Linked DNA regions of Mus musculus: region 1 is linked to region 2. A link is a contact called in public Hi-C data. All regions are on one chromosome and are shown on one strand. Each heading gives the region's core, a stretch centred on a gene start, on an enhancer-like site or on the middle of the called end of the contact. The rest is flanking DNA. Distances are from core to core; before and after follow the strand shown.

What was found. Hi-C and Micro-C count contacts between places; a contact is called where the count stands out from the background.
Region 1: a Hi-C map of embryonic stem cells shows a contact between it and region 2, with 3 times the contacts expected there. The contact joins two enhancer-like sites. A contact is called at or near these places in 2 of 39 promoter capture datasets (hippocampal neurons and liver), 8 of 484 Hi-C or Micro-C datasets (Sertoli cells, cerebellar granule neurons, embryonic somatosensory cortex and 4 more), 2 of 115 datasets of contacts at active chromatin or transcription factors (a beta-TC-6 cell line and embryonic stem cells) and 1 of 9 other capture datasets (embryonic stem cells).

What each region holds. Positions count from the first base shown.
Region 1 is chr15:51,975,230-51,980,606 of GRCm38.p6, forward strand. Rad21 (RAD21 cohesin complex component) reads right to left here. Exons shown (of 14, transcript NM_009009.4): 3 at 2,816-2,945; 4 at 870-969. Among named protein-coding and RNA genes, the nearest start is that of Gm52217, 13 kb to the right of the region's middle. Within about 2 kb of position 3,387, at least 18 of the 459 cell types and tissues checked have an H3K27ac peak or open chromatin away from gene starts, as enhancers often do.
Region 2 is chr15:52,457,069-52,462,530 of GRCm38.p6, forward strand. No RefSeq gene overlaps it. Among named protein-coding and RNA genes, the nearest start is that of Gm41322, 15 kb to the left of the region's middle. Within about 2 kb of position 1,868, at least 22 of the 459 cell types and tissues checked have an H3K27ac peak or open chromatin away from gene starts, as enhancers often do.

The DNA.
Region 1 (5,377 bases), core at 2,137-4,636, 480 kb before region 2:
CTTGTGATTGGACTTTTTTTTTGGAGACAGGGTTTTCTCTGTGTAACAGCCCCAGCTGTCCCCGAACTCAGAGAGATCTGCCTGCCTCTGCATTCGCAGTGGTGGGATTAGAAGCTCACAGTACACACTCAGCCTCAGAGTATAAATTGCAGGACACTGTGAATAAAGTTGGCTATTTCATGAACCTTTAGTCTGCCTCATATTTAGAGGCAACTCTCCTAAGTTCACACTGACAACTAGGGTGGTAAACAGGCTGGCTGTCAACTGTGCCACCCAAAGACTTGGTAAGGTATACTGACACCTGCCATCACATCATAACAGCTACATTTTAATGACTGGGGAAGGAAGGAGGAACAGACAATAGTTCTCTGCCAAAACAATCATCTCCATGTAACTTTTTCCTTAAATGTGTGTGTAAACAGTGGTGCTTCTGTATTCTTTATGCTATTATGTTAAGTCAGCATATACAAGTATTTTTAAAAGGTGCAGCTTTCAGTAGTTTAAGACAACAGTACATAACTGTAATACATACCTCTGAAAAACAATCTTGAAACAAGTCCCAAGCTTACTGACAGCACCATATAAATAATTTATCTATACAGGTGTTCAGATACATGAGCCTTGCCTAAATTGATACCCACATGATTTTCTCAGAGGGGAAAAAAAAAAAACACTTCCTAAATCGTACACCTTGTAATGAACATACTCCTAAATCAAAGTATATGCATTTCAGATGGCTGGTACCTTAGGATCAAACACTCTTAAGGAAACAAAACTGGAGGTCAGAGATGCACTAAACAATCTAAAAGATGAGGGATTAGGGCAGAAGAAGGGACTGAGAAGGGAGGAGAGACACAAGACAGACATACTCTAAATCTGGCAGTGGCTGATCAAAATCGTGGAATTCCTCAGGTAAAGTAATGGCATTATAAGCTGCTTCCCGATTTTCCTCAGGTAGATCGACAACACCTGGAAAAGAGAGATGAAGCTTGAAGGCCTAGCTGAGTAGATTACATGTGGGTCAGAGGTAGCACATGCCAAGTATCTCCAGATGGAAGCCCTTGTCTGCTGTCATGTTAGCATGAGTTCTACACAAGTAGTCCAGGCACTCAGTATGCTGGAAGCTAAGCTTTCAAAACAGCATGCCAACAAACAAACAGGGTTAGTCTTCTACTTTTTACCATGAAATCTATCTGGAGTAGTATCAATGGTTACAAAGAAGTACAATAAATATATATTTTCTTATTCCAATTGTGTTTTCCTTGTGAGCAGTGTGGAAGGCAGAGGTCCAGGTCAGGGGACTTTTTCCAACTGCTCGATACCTTTCTTGACACAAGGTCTCATTGCATTTGGAACTCAACAATTATCAGGCCAAGGCTGTAAAAGAAGCCCAAGGGCTGGTGAGATGGCTCAGTGGGTAAGAGCACCCGACTGCTCTTCCGAAGGTCCGAAGTTCAAATCCCAGCAACCACATGGTGGCTCACAACCATCCGTAATGAGATCTGACTCCCTCTTCTGGAGGGTCTGAAGACAGCTACAGTGTACTTACATGTAATAAATAAATAAATAAATAAATAAATCTTAAAAAAAAAAAAAAAAGAAGCCCAAGGCATTGTTTCTTCTTCCCCTGCACTGGGATTACAGGTGCCACTGAAGCTCAGTGTTTGTCGTTTTTTTCTTATAATGTGGGCGAGGGACTCATGCCCTTCATGTTTACAGAACCAAAGCAACTCCCTAAGTAGGAGGTGGTTATCTTAGGAAAAGGATCACAAAATGTTGGCTATGTTCAAAATTTTCCAGATAAAAGTATTTAAAAATAACATGACAACTATAAAGGACAAAAAAATTACTGTCTACGTGGTGGCACATGCCTTTAATCCCAGCACTTGGGAGGCAGAGGCAGGCGGATTTCTGAGTTCGAGGCCAGCCTGGTCTACAAAGTGAGTTCCAGGACAGCCAGGGCTACACAGAGAAACCCTGTCTCGAAAAACCGAAAAACAAAAAAAACTACTGTCTAGCGTGCTATATGCAATAAATATACTTTATCACACAAAAATAAAGTAGTAGGTAGTTTACTATCATGTACTAAAATAGAAGTATTAGAATATAGCATCAACGGAAGCTGCTATATAAAAGCACCCTGACACATCACGTCTATCTCACTGATTCTACAAAGCTAGCTGGTCAGAGAGGCCCTGGGATGAGCCCATCTCCTCCCTACAGTACACAGCAGAGGCAGGGGCCACCATTGCCAGCCTTTTCCATCGTCACTGGAGACTGCCCTCAGGCCCTCCGTGCTTGCCTCCAAGCACCCTGACAACTCCACTATCCGCAGCACATAGTCTGATCATTTAAAACAGCAACATTTCATCATTTCAAATTGTAGAATGTGAGTCCAGATGAATACTACAGATACTATTTACTTTGGTTGGTTCTAGAACCAAATCTTACCTCAAGCAAAACTGTAAAACTGACACGACAAAGACCATTAAATGAAATGTCTCAGGATTAAAAGTGCATGTGATTTTAAAATTATGTTAAGACTGTTCAGGGGGAAAAAGCCAGCCCCCCACCCAGTTGCATTTTGAGCCACCTTTTATAATTCACACATCAACAGTTTGCAGCATGTCTGCTCCGATGACTCAGCTGCTGCAAGCTGCTGAGACTAGGTAAACACCGAGTCTAAAAATGGACAGTGCTCCCTACAATGGGAGCTGCTATGAAAAAAACCACACCTATCTAGAACACACAATTAGCAGTTTCCACCATGGTATGGGAAGCCTCACAGGTTAAAAAACAAAGAAAGGCACACTACCTGGCCGAAACGCCATCTTTATTTTAATAAATGCTTCATTACAGTCTGCGAGGAGGTATTTGGCTTTCCTGTGATAGATGCGGACTACTCCCAGGAGAAGGTGTCCTGACGTCCGCAGCGCCATCTTCACCTGAGCAAGAGATGAGCATTACATCCACGGTCAGTGGATTACATTCGAGGGCAGTGTACTGGAAAGTGCATATCCTGTGCTATTTATAAGGATCTTGTGCTTTTTCTTTATTTTCTGGGTGATTTAAAGTCGGTTAATAAATATTTGCACCTTACCATTTCCTAACTCCCCTAACACAGACTAAACGACAGTAATTCATAAATTCACTTAGACATAAAGGCAGCTATGAAGCAGAAAGCCGATCTTCCCATGGATGTTGCCATCAGCACACCAAGGATTGTGATTTTGTTTTAGAAGCAAACACTCCTGGCCTTAAAAAAAAGAAAGATTATTTCAGACCTGTCGGTTAAAACGTCTTATTGAGCAGGCGCACACACATACCTCAGTCAACTGAGAAAGAAAGGTGGGGCTTGCCAGCGGATTTCTGAGAAGGGCTTTGAAATAACAGAATGTCTCTGTCTTCTCCCTTTCCTGCTGTGTGGGTGATGATGCACCAAAGGACAGTCAACGAGCTAAGGCTTTGGCTCATCTCTGTGCTAGGGACCAATTAGATCTGTCTTGGAATGTCCCTTTAACACTTTTCCTTTTGTTAAGCACTGTTAATTACTTCCTAATACTAGATCAGAAGACACAATAATGACCTAAACAGACACAGAAATATTCAAAACTTTCCTGGCTACAAATAATTCAAAGAATAAAAAACATGAACTCAAAAGTTCCCCCAGATAGTTCTTCATTCAAATCATACCATAAACTCAAGCTTCCCAAATTCTATGGTAAAAACATACTCATTAAAAGATATGTTTAAAATTATGTCCATTGTATGTTAGCACCGCATCTGTCTAGGACTCCTCTGCAATCTAGCCTCTGTATTTATGGTCATCTTATGTGATTTAAAGCAAGACTAACAAACTTGCTACTGTAAATTTTTAGACCTCTCAAATAATAACAAATCTGATCAAATCCAGGACACAGAAAGAATGACAGAACCCCTTCCATGTCTACAATGAGCAACCTCCAAATGTAGCGCCTGTACTAGTTTGGTTTAGAGTGGGTAAAGTTAGGTAAGACGTGCTTTAAGCAGAAGGATGTAAATACAGTAAGTTGGCCACCGGCTATATGCTAAACAAAGGGGGCCTGGGATGGTTCTTCAAATGGGAGGAGTTGGGAAAGTTCATAGAAGCTCCCAGGTAAGGCAGAGCAACCCCAACCTCAACAAATAAACCATTTCCTCAGCATGAAATGCTCAGCAGTTTCAGGCCAGCTCCCTGGGCCAATAGCTTCACACCATATTACACTAAACCCTAATAAAGACCCACAATGATTGAAAAATGTTAAGTGAGTAATTTGTGGGGTCCACCAGTTATCTTTAATGTCAAACTATCTATATCTGCTAACACACTCTTTTTTTTCCCATTTTTTATTAGGTATTTAGCTCATTTACATTTCCAATGCTATACCAAAAGTCCCCCATACCCACCCACCCCCACTCCCCTACCCACCCACTCCCCCTTTTTGGCCCTGGCATTCCCCTGTACTGGGGCATATAAAGTTTGCAAGTCCAATGGGCCTCTCTTTCCAGTGATGGCCGCCTAGGCCATCTTTTGATACATATGCCTGCTAACACACTCTTATCTCTCAGACTTTTTGTAGTGTACAAAGTACTCTATGTACATTATAACAAGTATCCTTAGAGCCAAAGTAGTTTTGAGATTTATGGATATTAAAAAAAAGAATGCGCTGGGTGTGGTGGCACATGCCTTTAATCCCAGCACTTGGGAGGCAGAGGCAGGTGGATTTCTGAGTTCGAGGCCAGCCTGGTCTACAAAGTGAGTTCCAGGACAGCCAGGGCTACACAGAAAAACCCTGTCACGAAACAACAACAACAACAAACAAAAACAAAAATAAAAGGAAAAAAAAAAAAAGAAAGAAAAGAATGCTATCTCTCCAGTCTCATCTTCTGTCAACAAGTATGCACGTGTGTGTGTGTGTGTGTGTGTGTGTGTACACGAACTTCTGCTTTCCAACTAGTGCACAGAAAGCATACTGTAGGCTTTGTGTGTGTATGTTTTTATGTGCAGACAGTAAACCCTGCACATACATATAGTTCCATACGTGCATGTTTATTGTACATGGCACTGTATTTTTAGGACTGAATTTTAAAAAGCTCTATTCTGAGCTGTAGTACAATGTCTGCTATAGCCAGCACATTTTCAGAGCACCTTTCACTCACACATGAGTAAGGAAAAGTAGGTATTTCCTGTACACTCCCCTGTTCCAGCAGGAGTGGCCTACTCTCTGTATCACCCGGCATACTGGTACATTTATAAGTGATAAATTATACAGCAATATATGGTAACCCAAAGCCCACTTTTGGTTTTCAAGTACCTCTACACTTAGATGGACTAAATGGACAGGGTCATGAACTCACC
Region 2 (5,462 bases), core at 618-3,117:
GTTGATTTGTGTGTTTTTAGAATGCCAGGAAGTTTAGATAACTCAATTGTTTGTCTCATTTCCTTCCTTCCCCCCTCCCCCTCCCCCTTCCTCTCCCCCTCCCCCTTCCTCTCCCCCTCCCCCTCTCCCTCTCCCTCTCCCTCTCCCTCTCCCTCTCCCTCTCCCTCTCCCTCTCCCTCTCCCTCTCCCTCTCTTTCTCTCATCTTCCTTTCTTTATTTCAATTCCCATGGTACTATTAATCATAGAAAACTTCCAAATTATGTGTCAAAAGTACCTCTAAGAATTGTATACACATTCCATTCAAAACATATTTTTATATTGCTTTCTGGGGTGCTATCAATTCAGTGCTTGCTGATTCGTCCTGAGCAACTTCTACTTTAGTTTTACTGAGATGTCTATTGAAGGCTTTGAAAATACAGTATGTGCAGCCAAATCCAAAATGTGTAATAGAAACAAACTCAAGGAAGGAATTTATTAAGGAGAGAAAAAAAGTTGATCTCTCAGCTCCGTGAAGATTAGGAAACTAGTGCTTTCTTTCATCCTGAAGCTATATATCAGCCAGATATCGTTTTATGTAAAGCCTACCATGCATGAAGCCACTCATGTCAGGGAGCTGGGGGGATGATGCAAATTTACAGTTTTGTGCTATTTGAACATTATACATTGAGATTCAACATTAACTGCCCACTCACTGGCTACTCTTTCTTTGTACTTGCCGCAGACAAAGGAAGTCATTTGTTAGTCAGTAGTTTTCTCACTCTATGTATACAAAACAAACAAACAACAACAACAACAACAAAACCCTCCAAATATCCTCCTGATCTTGCTCATAGGATACTGACTGTGTCCCTACATGATCTAACTTGTGGTTTTTGTAATTGTACAAACTTTGTAATTTTCTAACACTGTCCTCTCTCTTACTGCCATCAGAATGATGTCTCTACAAAACCTAGATAGGAACAGGGCTCTGCCATGATCTGTCTATGTTTGGATAGGAGCAGGGCTCTGGCCTGATCTGTCTATAATACTGGATAGGACCAGGGCTCTGCCTTTTACTTGATCTTTCACAGCTCTCCACTGATCAAAGAAGTTCAAGCAGAAATGTTTTTGTCGAAGCATGGGGGAGACTGTCTCAATCTGGTCCTGGTTTGTTCGTCCTCTGCCCACATGCCTGGCTTCACATTAGCCAGACAACTTCTTCCTTCACAGCACCCTCTCCTACCTCAGTTGCAGATTCTTCTAATCTCTAGGTTAGACATTAGGTTGAGATTTTCCTATTCCAACTCCTTGCCTGTCCCATTTCTAATCGTCTGTATTCTTTATCTTCTACAACAGAGATGCTAACATGTCCTGCATCTGCCCTTTCTGTATCAACTATCACTCATCTATCATGCCTTTAAAAACCTCTGGTACCTAAACAGAAGACTTCCTAAAGGGCCTGAATATGTCTCATCCATGGTTGTATTCCTGGCACCTAATTCATGGTAGGAACGACATACACATTTAATGGAAGAGGAAATGAATGAGCAAAGACAAGCATGGTAGAAAAACCAGGTGTGTTAATCAGAGGCAGGTTTATTGACCCACCACACTAATCCTTGGAGAAACTAGCATTCCCAGTCAGGGGCATATTTAGGACTCTTTTCTGACAGTTTCCAGGATTACTGGGCTGGGTAAGTTAAAAGATATTCAGACCACCTTGAACTAAAGAGGCTGTGTCATCTTGCAGATCCACTTACAGGGTCCAGCAAGACAGTTTTTGAAGCCACCCACCCTGACAGAGGTGGCCATGGGAGAATCGCATCCAGGATTGCAATTAGAGCTAGAGGAGAAGAGGAGGAGACAGGGGTCAGTGAACCAATCAATAATCAGCAACTCCTCCCCCACATCTGCCAGGAGGGAGGCTGAAGCTATCTGCTTGAGGATGGCTCTCATCTTAGGCGGTGCACTCCTGCCATCTAGTGGCTCTGTCACACTTTGCAAGCATGCCTTTAACCGGCATGGCTTCAAGGGCTGAAAAATCCCAGAGCTAGATTTAATGCACTGCTCAAACCTGGAGTAAACTCACCAGGAAGATGCACAATACTTTTGGGGTTTCTTTGTCACTGACATTTAAGAAAGTCTTTATGGGTGCTGACTAGAAATGAATCTTTCATGATAGTATTAGTCAAGGCTAATATCAGATATGAACACTACCTTTTATTTAATGAGGAAATAGGATGTGATTTTTAGCTTAGAGTTAAATCAATCTCTCTCTCTCTCTCTCTCTCTCTCTCCTTTCCCCAAATGGTCCCAAATGTGTTACAAACACTGCCTAGAGATTGTCTTTTTCCCCAGCAGCAAACTGGATAATTGCAAAACAGAAAGGAAGAGCTGACTATGGTGTAGCTGAGGCATGCCAAGATAGTCAGAAATGACAGTGTGGAGACTTAGCAAGGGAAACATTTCAAGGACCAAGGCTGACAGGAGATGAAACTGCCTCAGGCTTCCCAATCCCTCAGGGAAACTGGCAATCTTATTGCTTTCTTCTTCTTCTTTTCTTCTTTTTTCCATGGCGCCCCAAAGGTAATTCATTAAAATATTAATAGCTTCTGTTTGCTCTGGGGCAGTGAACTGGGACAGATCCAGCTGTACAAGAAACTAACGATATGGGCAAGATACAGATCTTGACCACGCACACTCTGTGTCTGAGAAAATCCATCCTGTAGCAATTTGGAGACAGCCAGGAAACAGCTAGCCTAACCTTCAGCAGCAATATTTGCAGATAAATGGCCTCAGGCACAAAAATATATCACACATATGTGCATTAAGTATCAATACAAGTTCGGTTGTCATGATATAAAGTTAATATAGAATGTTTCATAGAAATTATTGCTAATATGTAAAAGCATATTAAACTTATAGTAACCCTCAGCAAAATAACCAAGCAATAAGGGCAAGAATTTTTAAAAGATAGTGAGAAAGTTTTCAGGTTATATATTTACAATGTCTTCTATGGAAATGATCCAATTATTTACATGGTGTAGCTTTTCACAACTGTAATGTGACCCTCTGATGAAACTTGCTAGGCACAAGTGTTTTACAAACATTTAATCATCTCCTAAGACTCTGGCCTTTTTTTCTACATTCTATGTCGAAGCAGGTTTGTTGTGTTTAGATAAATGTGTGTTATGTTAGGCTGTGGTTATTATTAAAATCAATTGCTAAATCACACACACACACACCCCAAACACACACACACACACACACACACACACACACACACACACACATCCATACACACACACACACATCCATACACACTCTTTCCAAGGAAACTCTTATGTTTGAAATACTTGTCTCATTGGATCAACACAAAATTATGACATTAAAAACTACCTTAAGGTTAACAATTGCCTGAGAAATAAGATTTATATTAATCATTTAAATGAAATTTCAGGTCTGATACTTACACAGTGTGTGGTGATTTGAATATGCTTGGCTCATGGGACATGGCACTATTAGAAGGTGTGGCCTTGTTGAAGTAGGTGAGGCCTTGTTGGAGAAAGTGTGTCACTGAGCAGGCAGGCTTTTGAGGTTTCCTCCTGTGTGCAGCCTCTGCCCAGTGTGGAAGAGAGCCTCCTTCTGGCTGGCTGTGGAAGACAATCTCCTTCTGTTGCCTTCAGATCAAGATGTAGAACTCTTGGTTCCTCCGGTACCAAGTCTGCCTACACTGCATGCTGCCATGCTCCCCACCATGGTGATGATGGACTAAATAAACCTCTGAAACTGCAAGCCAGCCCCAAAATTAATGTTTGCCTTTATAAGAGTTGTCTTGGTCATGGTGTCTCTTCACTGCAATAGAACCCAAACTAAGACACGGTGTATTCATAAAATAACACAATGGGCCCCCAATGTGAATCAATCTATCTATCTATCTATCTATCTATCTATCTATCTATCTATCTATCTCTCCATTTCTCTAGCTATCTATATCTATCTACTATAAATCTGTTTATCTATAGTGATATACAAGATATGGATATAGATAGAGAGAGATAGAAAGAAGTTATCTGTGAGATGGCTCAGCAGGTAAAGACATTGCAGTGCAAGTCTGGTGACCTGACTTTGATCCTAGGGCAAACCGGGGCACATGCATATCCACACTTGCATATCATATGCACACATGCAAATAATAATAATAGTAATAATTTAAAATTAATTTTTAAAAGAACATATTTGTTGTTGGAAAAATTACCTATGTTATCTTTCAGTTCCAAATATTATTAATATTATTTATGTTTTAAAAGCCAAGACACAGACAAAACCCCTCTTCAAGAAAATTTCATGTTTTAAGATATGTTAGCTATTCAGTTTAGGAAAAAAAAATCTTAAGCGATTTTATTCCTAAAGAGTTCTACTTCCCAGCCTTAAGTAGAATGATAGAAGGAAATTCTCATAAGAATATAACACTCAGTGGTGAAAGGCTCTTACTTCTCTTGCAGAAGTTTCTAGCTTGGTCCCCAGCAGCCAAATCTAACAGTTTCCAACTTCCTGTAACTTTAGTTCCAGAGACTCTAACACCCCTTCCAGCCTTTGTGGGTCCATGCACGCACAAACACATACTACTCCCTAACTCTGTCTCTGTTTCTTCCTCTCTCTCTTTCTATTTCTGCCCTCTATTCTTCTTTCCATCCCTCCCTCTTTCCCTCCCTCATTGCCTCCCAATTCTAAAATATAATAAATAAATCTTACTTTAAAAGAGAATATAAAGTCTTTAAGAAAAGGGTGCAGAAAGGCAGCACAAATTACCCTTAAATCACAAGATAAAAGATGGCAAGCCTCCTCTAAGTTTCCTTATTAATTCTGCAATAGCAAGTAATTAACATACAATATAAAATACAATTTCATTAAAAAATGGTCTTGACTAATCTGTATCTGGCCTGTCTAAAGACCTGTCCAATAAAGAGTGTAATTTTTTCAGAACCAGAAATACTCTTTGATTGGAACTCCATGATATCCATGTCTCCTTTGAAAGATGCTCAGACTTTCCAGTCATGCATACTGCCTAATAGTATTGATCCGGTCAAGGTCCTTGACATTTGAATCCAGTTCTCCTTGCTGTTTAGATTTGGGTCAATTACCAGTATTCTATGAGCCACTTTTCCTTATTGGTCAAATGAAGATAAAAAATGGTCACAAAAGAAGACACAGGTTTTGTAAGACAAAGGTTAGGAAGAAAGCAACAATTTTGCTCTTATAGGAGGTCACAGCTTTCATTGACCTTGAAAGTGACAGATAAAGGAGAGTTGGAATGGACCAGATCTCAGTACCTGTTCCTAACCAGCTGACAAGGGACATGTTTGCTCGGGCAAGAAGGTCCCAGGAGACAAGTCTGCACCAATTTATCTGTCAGGATCCTTGTCAGCTGTGTCAAGGGCTAAGTAAGAACACAAATCAAGTTTCTTAGTATCCTACAATG